Linked DNA regions of Danio rerio: region 2 is linked to region 1. The links are chromatin contacts, called in public Hi-C maps. All regions are on one chromosome and are shown on one strand. Each heading gives the region's core, a stretch centred on a gene start, on an enhancer-like site or on the middle of the called end of the contact. The rest is flanking DNA. Distances are from core to core; before and after follow the strand shown. Region 1 holds the start of fh (fumarate hydratase). Region 2 has its middle 39 kb from the start of lzts2b.

Evidence for each region. Hi-C and Micro-C count contacts between places; a contact is called where the count stands out from the background.
Region 2: a contact with region 1 is called in a Hi-C map of an unstated tissue, with 8 times the contacts expected there. The contact joins the enhancer-like site here to the promoter of fh in region 1. A contact is called at or near these places in 3 of 18 Hi-C or Micro-C datasets (caudal fin, hematopoietic stem cells and an unstated tissue).

What each region holds. Positions count from the first base shown.
Region 1 is chr12:49,843,473-49,850,588 of GRCz12tu, forward strand. fh (fumarate hydratase) reads right to left here and starts at 2,654. Exons shown (of 10, transcript NM_200963.1): 1 at 2,489-2,654; 2 at 2,013-2,147; 3 at 559-669; 4 at 1-25. The coding sequence starts at 2,617. LOC141376892 (a long non-coding RNA gene) reads left to right here and starts at 7,053. Exons shown (of 6, transcript XR_012388264.1): 1 at 7,053-7,116.
Region 2 is chr12:49,903,527-49,910,252 of GRCz12tu, forward strand. No RefSeq gene overlaps it. Among named protein-coding and RNA genes, the nearest start is that of lzts2b, 39 kb to the right of the region's middle. Within about 2 kb of position 4,190, at least 21 of the 62 cell types and tissues checked have an H3K27ac peak or open chromatin away from gene starts, as enhancers often do.

The DNA of each region.
Region 1 (7,116 bases), core at 1,404-3,903:
GATCATCCAGCTTCCCAGACTCCACCTGGAGGAAAACAAAAACACACAAATTAATTGCATCCAAAATGATTGTATTGTATTGACATAATGTGGGTGTGTGTGTGTTGTATGTATATATATATATATAAATATAAAAAAAAAAATATATATATATATATATATATATATATATATATATATATATATATATATATATATATATATAAATATATACACACACACACACGCATATGTATATTTGAGAATGTTTATTTATATTTAGATAGAAATGAAATACATATAAATATAGATAAATATTATTATACAATATAATTTTTACTTTATTAAAATGTTATATTTTAATGTATTTATTAAAAATTATTTTATGCATCTTATAATGAAAATTAGCAACATCTAATACCATAACAAAGGCTATTTTCTCCACTAACTGTGTATTGTTTTTTGACAAAATAAATAAAAAAGTTATTACTAGCTCGAGTAGCTGGAGAACATCAGGTTGTTTTTAATAACAATACAGGTTGCCAGATTATCAGAAATCCAGCATTATGGATTAATCACCTCATCAGCAGCTTTCATGATGGCGTCTGCGATCTTTGGGTCCAAACCGTAATCTTTATTGACTTCTGCAGCAGCTTTCTTCAGGATACCGAAAGCTCTGATCACCTGAATCTGCAGAGATAAAAGAAAAAATACATTTCCTCTGAACCAAAGATAAATATTAGTAAATATCTTCTAAAAATAGAAGTAAATATCTTGGAAGAATAAATCAAGAAGAGAAGGGCGAGTAAATAAGGGTAAAGTTGGTTTCATATTTGCATATGCATTCATTTTTGAATAGTGACTATTTGCCACTTTGAATATTTAATCTAATATTGCATCCAAGAATGACTTCAAAACAACATTAGCACTATTTAACTGACTGTGAACAATGTTGTACTTAAGTCATTGGCTGCTCATATTATTTCTCTATTTGGAATTTGCCAAGAACACTTTTCTAAAGTGATATTATGAAGGTGAAAATCTAAATGTGCAAACATAAAACCAACCTCAATATAAATAATGAGGAAACTTTCATTCTGGAAGTGAGCTAAATTGAGGTAAAGTTGGTTTTTATATTCGCACATTCGTTCAACTCGTGACATGCTCCCTATATTGTTTACCACGCGACTTTGAATATTCAGTCTGAAATGGCATGACTTCAAAACAACATTAGCACTATTGAATTAACTGTGAACAGTGTTGATAGTTATTAGCTGCTAATATGATTTCCCCACTTAGAATTTGCAAAGAATCATTTTCTGAAATGATATAAAGGAGGTGAAAGTCCAAATGTGCAAATACAAAACCAACTTTACCTCAATTTAAATAATGAGGAAATGTTCAATCTGGTAAAGTTGGTTTTTATATTCTCAAATTTGTTCAGACAACTTATGAAACGCTCCTCTATATTGTTTACCACGCTACTTTGATTATTCAGTCTGAAATCACATGCAAGTATGACTTCAAAACAACATTAGTACTACTTGACTATGAACAGTGTTGTACTTTGATAGTCGTTGGCTGCTAATATGACTTCCCTATATACAACTCGCAAAGAACACGTTTCTGAAATTATATCAAGTCAGAATGTGTGAATATAAAACCAACTTCACCTCAGTGTATAAATAATGAGGAAATGTTCATTCTGGAAGTGAACTAAATTGAGGTAAAGTTGGTTTTTATATTCGCACATTCGTTCAGACAACTCGTGACATCCTCCCTATATTGTTTACCACGTTATTTTTAATATTCAGGCTGAAATGGCATGACTTCAAAACAACATTAGCACTATTTGATTAACTGTAAACAATGTTGTACTCTACTTTGATAGTCATTGGCTCCAATGATTTCCTTATTAGAAGCAAAGAGTGCTTTTCTGCAATTACATGAATAAGGATAATGTTTAAATGTGCGAATATGAAACCAACTGCACCCCAATGTGAAATATTCCTCTAATATTAGTGATAAATCACCGGCATCCTCTCCGTGACTCCTCCGATCCTGAAGTTCATGGTGGATCTGACAGTCTGAGCTCCATAGTATTTATCAGAGGGGACTTTAAGCTCTCCAAATGTGTCCCTCTCAATCCGAAATGCCTCTGAACTGGCCTGAAACAACAACAACAACCAGTAAATCACATTATGAACTCAGAATTATGACCATTTAAATCAATACACATGAGAAACTCGAGTTACAAATCAAAGTTTTCACCCCTCAGAGAAAAACAAATCAACTATTGCCGTCTTTCTACGTACAAACACGCGTGAATGCTATATTTAAAGCGTAGATGATTAATTTAGACGGATAAAATCGCGTTTATACTGTAGTAAATCCACATGTTTTGGGTTTGAGAGTCTGATATCAGTACGCGCGTTGATATGAAGGTCATCTGCTGTCCGTTTGTCCTCCTCATTCGCGCCTCAAACAGCACTCACACTGCGTGATTTACCATTCTGACGGTCTGGTGCCGGAGCCCGGGTGCTGGACAGACGTTGCGAGCTTTGATGGATCTCTGAGCGGCCCGCAGATCTGACAAACTCGCGCTGAAGCGATGCAGGGAGCGAGCGGAGCGGTACATGGCGACCGGGGGCGGAACTACTGCTCTCCAACCAGAGGCGAGAATCGGGGGGCGGACGCTTATTACTGAAACACTACACGCTCTTCTGCTGCTGTCACGGGGACACAATTAGTGGAGACACCCATGCAGTCAGCCTTCAACAAAATATAGTGCATATGTAGTCCTACTAAATCTATGGTTCAACAGCCTGAAATAGAAGTTTTTTGAAAGTCTCATGAAATTAAATGAAATTAAAGTGTTTAGATGTTAGTATCAGTTAGTTTTTAGGATGTCTTGTGCGCACCAAAACAGTGACAACATTCGCGTTTATGAGATATCAAACTGATATAGACGTGTAAAGCTTGGAGTTTATCATTTGTTGTTGTTTCTTTTCCCTCTATATTATTTCTTTACACTTAAAGAGATATGCTTGTTTCGTTTTCCTGTTATTGTATACGTTTGGCAATAAAAAAAACCGAATTAGTTTTTTCAACTGAAATATCTGAAGAAAAACATAGAAATGTTAGAATTAATTAACAATATATAAAATAAAAATGTCATTAGGATATATAAACAAACGCATTATTATTAAAAAAACTAATAATTAGAGTATGTATTTAGTACCATAAAACAAGCTGTTTATATAAAACCAAATGAGGAATTTAGCTGCACATATTTTGTTTTTAATAAATCAGGCATCATGTTTTTTTTTAATTCAGGACTTTAGTTATGTAAGTGATAAACCTCGTTGTTTTTCTCATCGCTCTTCGGGATGGACCAATCACAGCCGTCTGTAATCAATGCGCTGCAATGTTCGGAAGCGAGATTTCCGTGCCAGATTTCCACGTTAAATTATTATTATTATTCATTCATTTTTTTTTTCAAGCTTAGTCCCTTTATAAATCTGGGGTCGCCACAGCGGAATGAACCGCCAACTTATCCAGTATATGTTTTGCGCAGCGAATGCCCTTCCAGCCATCACTGGGAAACACCCATACAGACTCATTTACACTCATACACTACAGACAATTTAGTTGATCAGTTCCCCTATAGCGCATGTGTTTGGCCTGTGAGGGAAACCGGAGTACCCGGAGGAAACCCACAACAACACGGGGAGAACATGCAAACTCCACACAGAAACACCAACAGCCGAGGCTCGAACCAGCGACCTTCTTGCAGTGAGGCGATTGTGCTACCCACTACTATTATTTTTATTATTATTATTATTATTATTATTATTATTATTTTGTTGTTGTTGTTTTTGTTGTTATGAGCCTCGGCTGGGTCAGTTGGCGTTTCTGTTTGGAGTTTGCATGTTCTCCCTGGATGCTGTATAAGTTGGTGGTTCATTCCGCTGTGGGGACCCCAGATTAATAAAGGGCCGAAAAGAAAATTAATAAATGAATGAATGATTATTATTATTGACAATTAATATTATGGGCAGTTGTTGTTGTTACTATTATTAACAAATAATGATAATAATTATATTAATAATAATTATGTGCATGCTATATATTATATTATGCCTAAAATAATGATCGACAAATGATCGGTGAACAAATATGCATATTTTTATTGTGTTTTGGGAGACTGGGGGTGTAAAATGGCCCAGTTGGGCTATTAAATTTATTTATTTGTATTTAATTCATTGTGTATGTCATTGTTTAAACCCTTGGCAGGTCTGTAATCTATTCTGAATTTTGTTTAAATAAATCTTTAAACATTAATATTTATGATAAAGTAGTTTGTCAACCATCACTTACTATAAAACATATCATATAATTATATAAATCTAATACTAATTCTAAATAATTATAAAAATTAATTAATAAAGTATTCCAGAGCTGGAAGGGCATCCGCTGTGTAAAAACTTGTTGGATAAGTTGGTGGTTCATTCCGCTGTGGCGACCCCAAATTAATAAAGGGACTAAACCGACAAGAAAATGAATAAATGATCATAAAGTAATTATATACATTATAGGTAGAAAGCGTCTTTTCTGTTGTATTATGATATTAATGGCCACATCCGCCAGATGGCGACAACATACAGATAAAAATAAGTCACAATCAAAACATTGAGTCGCTTGATTTTAGATTAGAATATTCACTCAGATGTGCTTTCGAAATTATATATACTATACTTCTCATTATTATCAATCATGTGGATTGTTTTAATCATGCATTTACCTGAATGTTGAATAGATGCCAATTTTAATTGCTTATTATCTTAATTGCCACGTTCTGATCTCGCGTTGTGGCGTGTTTTTAATAAAGTCATGTCTAACATCTCTCGTGTGTGGCAAACATATTGCTGTTGCATATCATATTAAGTTAACATAAGCACAAATATTGTTTTAATGAAGAGTTATTAATTAATTCCGTCAATATTTAGAAAGGAAGATGACTGGATGTACAAATAGGCTATTATAACAAGACAGAATGACGTTTGTGTACAAAAATAATCATATTTAAGTAGCTCAAGGAATTAAGTATGCCTTCTGAGATTATCATATTGTGTGTGTGTGTGAGTGTGTGTGTGTGTCAGTGATTCACTATGATTATCAGTTTCCTATTGGTCTCGTGATCACTGTAAGTCAGCAGTTCTCCTCTAATCACCCGCTAATTGAAACTAACAGTGATCAATAGCATCGAGCTCGGTCTTTCCTTATCAAACCAATAAATGACGAAAGGACAGAAGGGAAACCAATTGAGCTCTGGAATGGGCCCGAAATCACAAAACACATTAAGGCTAAAAGTAGCTCCTCACTTGGGGACTTAAGAGAAAATCTCAAAAATAATGGGCCTAAGTTTGGTTTCAAGAGTATTTCACAAAGTGTTTAAGTGTTAAAACGAGCCCATAACTCTGCGAAAGCCATAAATACTGCCAAAATGAGTTCAGTGTTAGTCCTAAATTTAGTTTTAATAGTATTTCACAAAGTGTTAAAGCTTTAAAACTAGTTCCTAACTCTTTAAAATCCATAAATAATGCAAAAATAAAGCAAAAATAATGAGAGTGCTTGTCCTAAATTTAGTTTTAAGAGTATTTCACAAAGTGTTTTAACTCTAAAGCTACACTGTAAAAAATTTCCAGGTTTTCACAACAAGTTACTGTAATTTTTCACAGTAAATTACATTAGTATCCCTTCACAGTATTTAACTGAAAAATTCACAGTAATATGTTGTATTCATAATTTTATTGTGAAATTACGGCAGGTAGCATGATTACAGCAAATTACTGTGAAAAGGGCTATATCTTTTGCACGTTAGTTATAGAAATTCAAACCTTTTTTAAACTCAACATAGAAATTAATACAAATGAACTTTTAACAGATAATAACAGAATGTTATAGCCCCCAAAACGATTTGGTTACCAACATCTTTTTGATTGTACTGCACCTTTATTTAATTTTATACAGTTAACATTGAATAGGAAATAATATTTAATGAACATAACTGTGTGCTTAGCCAAAACATAATAAACTGGAATAAAAAGTAATTAATTAATGAAACCAAAGACTGTTAAACAGCCAACAATTATTTCAATGTCAGGGTAAATGTCTGCTTTAGACGGTTTCATGAGTATTGGGCACCTGTCATCGCCTGGAGGTCACTAATCTCAGAATTAAATATATATATATAAATTATTATTTTTTTATCTATATAAATAAACCACAGATTAGAGTTTTAAACAACTACATTCTAGCATGAAAAACAGTTAAAACTTCATTTTCGGACGCATATAGAGCCATCGAAGACGGGGCAATTGTCCCAATGTCTAGCCTGAAGACAGGCGCCTCTCGGTGGATAGATGAGTAAAGAGCGCCGTTACCGCCTGGAGGTCATAGATCTCCGCTACCGGCAAAACACACTTAAAATTACACACAATCTTTACTAACAGTCCACAGATTTGAGTTTTGAAGAACTACATTCTCGCATGAAAAAGTGTTAAAACTTTATTTCATTACATATTACAAGCAATATTTATAATATTATGTGCCTTCTCATCCACCATTACAGCTTGATGCAGCTTGGTGCGAAATTAATCCTGGGAGGAAAAAATAATAATTCTCAATACACTCCAAACGAACTTTATTCTTATTGTTAAAGTCAGAGATATGTAATATTTTGAATGTCGAAGAAAATAATTAACTTTATATTTCAATCAATATATTACTCTTGCACTGCTTCGGTGCAGGACTCGTGTGACATTGACTCAGATTCAGATATTTTATCAGACGTGTTCATGAGCTCGAAGTGATCAACAAGCAATTCGTGTACAAGCAGTACACGAACCAAGCAATATGATGAAATATTAATGAATTATATGTTTGCGTCTTACAATATTATACAAAACGGAATCGTTTTCAGGCGAATTCGACTCTTTACTGTTCACTTAAAGGAGCCGAATTCGACTCTTTACTGTTCACTTAAAGGAGCCGATTCATTGAACAGAACTGACTCGACTCGACCGCAAACAAGCGCCATCACCACAGACAACGCCGTCGTCTCTTCACCCAACG
Region 2 (6,726 bases), core at 2,940-5,439, 62 kb after region 1:
CAAAGTAATGTAATTATACAGAATATTATTGAAATTATTTATTAAAATACCCATTATTTATGTTTTAATAACATCCACCCCTACCCCAACCCTAAACCCAACCCTCACAGTAATGTAAAACATTAATTATACAAAGTATTATTCATATTATTTAATAAATTACCCATTAATTGTGTTTTATTAACGTCTACTATTACCTCAACCCTCACAGTAATGTAAAAAAACAGTAATTATGCAGAGTATTATTGATATTATTTATTAAATCACCAATTAATAAGGTTTAAATAACATATTCCTCTTCCTCAACCCTCAAAGTAATGTAATTATACAGAATATTATTGAAATTATTTATTAAAATACCCATTATTTGTGTTTTAATAACATCCACCCCTACCCCAACCCTAAACCCAACCCTCACAGTAATGTAAAGACAGTAATTATACAGAGAATTATTCATATTATTTATTGAATAACCAATTGTTTTATTTAATCAATGTTTTCCCTCACCTCATCTCTAAACCCAACACACAGTAATGTAAAAACAGTCCTTATACAGAGAATTGTTTATATTATTGAACAAAAATTACCCATTAATTGAGTTTTAATGATGCATACCTCTACCTCAACCCTCACAGTAATGTAAAACAGTAAATATACAGAATATTGATATTGTCTATTAAAATGCCAATTATTTGTGTTTTAATAACATATACTCCTACCCCAACCCTCACAGTAATGTAAAAACAGTAATTATACAAAGTATTATTCATATTATTTAACAAAAATTACCCATTAATTGTGTTTTATTAACGTCTACTATTACCTCAACCCTTACAGTAATGTAAAAACAGTAAATATACAGAGTATTATTCATATTATTTAACAAAAAATACCCATTTATTGTGTTTTAATAAAGTCTACCTCTACCTCAACCCTCACAGTAATGTAAAACAGTAAATATACAGAATATTGATATTGTCTATTAAAATGCCAATTATTTGTGTTTTAATAACATATACTCCTACCCCAACCCTCACAGTAATGTAAAAACAGTAATTATACAAAGTATTATTCATATTATTTAACAAAAATTACCCATTAATTGTGTTTTATTAACGTCTACTATTACCTCAACCCTTACAGTAATGTAAAAACAGTAAATATACAGAGTATTATTCATATTATTTAACAAAAAATACCCATTTATTGTGTTTTAATAAAGTCTACCTCTACCTCAATCCTCACAGTAATGTAAAAACAGTAAATATACAGGGTATAATTGATATTATTTATTAAATCACCAATTAATTAGGTTTAAATAACATATTCCTCTTCCTCAACCCTCAAGAAATGTAATTATACAGAATATTGTTGAAATTATTTATTAAAATACCCATTATTTGTGTTTTAATAACATCCACCCCTACCCCAACCCTAAACAAAGTATTATTAATAAGTATATTAATATTAATAAGTATTATTAATAATTATATTATAAGCAGAGTTTATTCATATTATTTATTTGATTACCCTTTATTTGTGTTTTATTAACATATACCTCAACCCAAAACCCAACCTTTACAGTAATGTAAAAAACAGTAATTATGCAGTGTATCATTTATATTATCATTAAATGACCCATTATTTGTCTTTAATTAAAGGCTACCCCTACTGCAACCCTAAACCCAACTCTCACAGTAATTATACAGAGTATTAGTCATATTATTTATTAAATTACCCATTGTATCTATTTAATTAACGTCTATCCCTTCCCCAATCCTGCGATCCAAGACTTGTGAAGAGATGATGCTAATGTATCCATAATCCTGGACCAGGCCGTATCCCGAGCTGATGTTGTGGTCATCATGGAGCAATGGAGAGCATGAGACTGATTCCTGAAAGACCACAGGGACAAACAAGCCCCCGCATTGATACTGTGGGTCAGCCTGAACACCCGCCGGTGGCCTACACACACCTGCAGTTCTCCATGAAGGACTTCCAGCTTCTCCAGTTCCCAGCGCCAGCTCCGCACAAGACGTTTGGCCAGAAGAATAATAGTCGTGCCTAGCTGAGCCTGATTTCTCTCCAGGTTTTTTTTCCTTCACTTTGGTCATATGGTGAAGATTGGTGTTCCTCCACTGTCACCACTGGCTTGCTTGGGTTAGGACTTGTGGAGCTGCGCATGGATGGATTTGCTCTTGTGTTTGGACTTTCAGCAGTGACTGAACTGAACTAACCTGAACTACTTTACTAGAACTATGTGAAGCTGCTTTGACACAATCTACATTGTAGATCGCCAGATAAATAAGCAAGAATTGAATTGAATATGGGTTGCTATAACTATATAATATGATTAGATGTCATCAGTCAGAACTGTGCAGACGGTATTGCTTTATTTTTGTCTGTGATAAATGTCATAGATTGTTTGTTGTTAGGTTGTTGTCTAGATTTGGACCCTGGAATAAGTTTGATTGATTGAATGTCACATGTAATTACTAAGAATGGTTTAAAGCTTATAGCACTGGCCAGCAGGACAGGACACTGTGGTCTGAGACTGACATTAATGCTCAGACACAGGAAGCAGTAAAAGTCGGGCAGGACGTGGAGAGAATGACACGAGCACGACTCACTCGACTTTAGACAACACGTGTCAGAACAACACTGCCATATCCTGTGGTCACTATAGTCAATTAATAGAGTATAATATCATTGCATATGGCCAGCGGCCTCATGCCATCGCACGCCTCCTACCAGTGCCGATATACAGCCATATCGCACTGCTACTCGTGTGATATTGCTCATATATATATATGTGTGTGTGTGTGTGTGTGGTAGTTGAGTGTGTGTATATTTAATATGAGTTGTGTGTTATGTGTATGTGTTTATGGCTTTGTTATACGTGTTGTGTTTGTATGTGTTGTACATGTGTTTATGTTTGTGTGTGTATTTCTGTGCGAGTTGTGTCTTGTGTGTTATTATATGTGGTTTATTATGTTTTGTGTGTGTGTGTGTGTGTGTGTGTGTGTGTGTGTGTGTGTGTGACACAGATACATATACTGTCTTTGTATCAGATAGATAGATAGATAGATAGATAGATAGATAAATGGATGGATGGATGGATGGATAGACAGACAGACGGATAGATCGATAGATCGATAGATAGATAGATAGATAGATAGATAGATAGATAGATAGATAGATAGATAGACAGATAGATAGATAGATAAATGGATAGATAGATAGATAGATAGATAGATAGATAGATAGATAGATAGATAGATAGATAGATAGATAGATAGATAGATAGATAGATAGATAGATAGATAGATAGATAGATAGATAGATAGATAGATAGATGTGTGTGTGTATATGTATTATGAGTTGTTTCCTCTGTGTGTGTCGAGTGTGTGTATTTGTGTGTGAGTTGTGCCTTGTGTGCATGGAAAGTGTTTTGTACCGTATATGGTGTTTGTTTGTTGTGAATGTGTGTATGTTTTGTTTTGATGTGTGTTCTAAATGTGTTTTTAATGTTTGTGTGTGTTGGATACACACACACACACACACACACGCACACATACATACACACACACACACACACACACACACATATATATATATATATATATATATATATATATATATATATATATATATATATATATATATATATATATATATATATATATATATATATATATATATATTTGTGTGTGTGTGTGTGTGTGTGTGTGTGTGTTTTTAATCAAAAATAGGCCTAACGTCAAAGTGTGTATCGGTCAGTGTATAAGTGTGTGTGTGTGCCAATTGTCCTCAGAGTTGATGGTCAGCAGAAACGCACACTCCTGCTGCTGTTCCTGCTCTTCACACTCATATCCGTTACAGATGTGCGACTTTCTGACCCGCCGTGAGGAAACACTATTGTTCAGCAGAGTCTGATGAAGAGAGAGCATCAGATGATCGGGAAACCACAGCACAACACACAACAAAACAATCATCCAGACATTCAGCGCCATTGTCTTTAACACAACCGAGGCCTGAGCCACAATCTTTACACGACATTTCACAGGAATAATGGACTATAGGGCATCTCATACACTTTTAATAGTGCGATGTCTTATGATCTGCCTGTAATTATTTCTGAACGAGTGGAAACTTTTGAGTTTGGGAACTGTTGAGTTTTGCATTGACTCTGGCGACACCAAGCGGTGAAAGCGAGCGCTGCACATCAATAGGCAGTACATGATAAGTTAAACAACATAAGATTGAAAATAATGTAGCTTTTTCTTTTCGTGATTAATAATATAATTGTAATTATTTTAAATTGAAAATAAAATCAATAATCATCATAATTTATTTGGTAAATTATAAAAAATTAAACTCTCCCTCCAAACATCCATATACAGCGGCTATATTTTCAGTTTCAATATATTTTAGGTGTGTAAGTTTAAAAGAAGCCATGTTAATATATTTAAATTAATTTAAAATAGTGTCAATATAAAATTAAGTGTTTTAGTCTGCATTAAATTGAATTTTATCATGTTTATTTTGCTAGCACACAAAAAATTGTTAGGGAGAACAATTAATTTAAGTTCATTCACTGGAAAAACGTGTTTGATTTTATAATCTTAATCTAAATCTCACCTTTTGAAATGGCAGTCCTGCTCTGATGTCATGAGTTTGACTGATTGGGCAAAACATATGTAGCCACGCCCCTCCATCATTTCCTTTTCTGAGTTGAGAGATGAGAGGAGCGCAAAAATAAAACCTCGCCTCTACTCTATATTCCGTTCCAGCTGGAAATATGTAATTATACAGAAAAGTAAATATTAATAACAAGGTTATCTGCATACTTTAATGCAGCCCAACACAATGAAATCATCACAGTACAGATACCACATTAGTGAAAATACCAAACGATTTACTCTTAGTTGCTGACCGAGGGTGCAACTAAGTTGTTAAAGCGTCGTTATTAGTACTACTGGATCTTAGTTCTGCATTTGACACCATTGACAACAGTATCCTCATAGACAGCTTATATTCTACAGGGACAGGCTTTACAATGGTTTAAGTCAGGGATCACCGACTAACTTATATCATTTGGGAAATTATTATCTTTGGGAACCATATATGAATATTAGGTAAATTGTGTTTGTAAACATGTTTATTTATTTATTTTATTGTTTATTGTATTATTGTTTTGTCAGACATATATATATATATATATATATATATATATATATATATATATATATATATATATATATATATATATATATATATATATATGTATTTAAAAAAAAAAAATTTTTACCTATGGTATTTGAATGTGTATATACGTGTATGTAAATGTGTATATACATCTATATATAAGGAGGGTGTAGATTTCTAAACTAGATTAATACCTATCTTTTTAGTAAAGCATACACACAATGCATCACATGTGCTCCACACATCTCGTTCATTAGCTACGCTAATTATTCTCATTATTCTCTATTTCCACCTGGGGATACTCATCCTGAGGCCCTCAGGCTGCTTTCACACCTGTGAATCGATTCAGTTGTTCCGAAACAGGGATTAAAATTGTTACATTGTTGCTCTTTGCTCTTGGAGCGGTTCGCTTTCACATTGCAAAGTTTCTAATTGGACCAAAAGAGCTAAAACAAGTCACGTGTAAGTAAACTCTCCTTACATTGGTCAGAGTGTCAGGGTTTATTTTGCAGCGTCCCGCTCAGCTGTCAGGAGAGGTGATGGTTTGGTGGTGTTTGACAAGGTGCGGGCGACGTGTCTGAAGAGCGAGGAGAGATGCGGTGGGGAGGGGTGAGAAGGGTGCGTGACGTAGCCTATTTGAGGACCGGAAGACTGGAGATTATCACGGCATCCGGAGACTCACGAAACTTCCCGCCCAACTCATAATTCTCTCTTCATATAGCCGTATGCCTATTACATATCCATAAACAACTGTGATATAATCGCGCTCGGATCGTATCACTTTCTCACTGCAATCGATCCGCTCCAGAGTTCGTTTCAATCGAGCCGAGACCACCTCATTCAAGCGATCTTGAAGGGATTGATTTGGCGCGGATCCGAGAGCGATTGGTGGATTCACATATGCCAAACGAACCGTGCTAACTGGGCAAACGAGACAGGTTCCCAAACAAAAGTGTAGGTGTGAAAGCACCCTCAGACTATGCAGTGGCACTGATTCAATTCAAGACCAGTGACGAGATGATCCCAAGGTGTCCATAATCCTGGACCAGGCCGTATCCTGAGCAGCTGCGCATGTTACTGATCCCTGTGAGACTCCAGGGACAGACGTCCAGCATTGTCCAGCCTCCGGCACCTAGACTGCAGCTCTGCACTGTCACGATTGTGGATCTGTCTGTTCTTCTATGATGTGTCTGCGTGTGTGTATGTAAGTGTGTGTGTGTATGTGTGTTTGTATGTGTGTTGTGTGTGTGTGTGCGGTGTGGTGCTTTATGCGTTATGCGTATATGCGTATATGAGTGTGTGTTTGGGTGTCTCTGTGTCTGTGTTAGAGTCGCGTTGCTGTCAGTTGTGTTTACATTATCAGCTGGGTGGTCACGTGTACGCTGTCACCAGCCTTGCCGTGCGCAGCACCGCTCAGCTGTAATCAGCGGACCACAGGTGCAGCACATTACCGCGCCTATATATGTTCAGCGTTTCTGTCTCACAGTGTCAGTTCGTTATCTTCACGTCTGTTTGTCT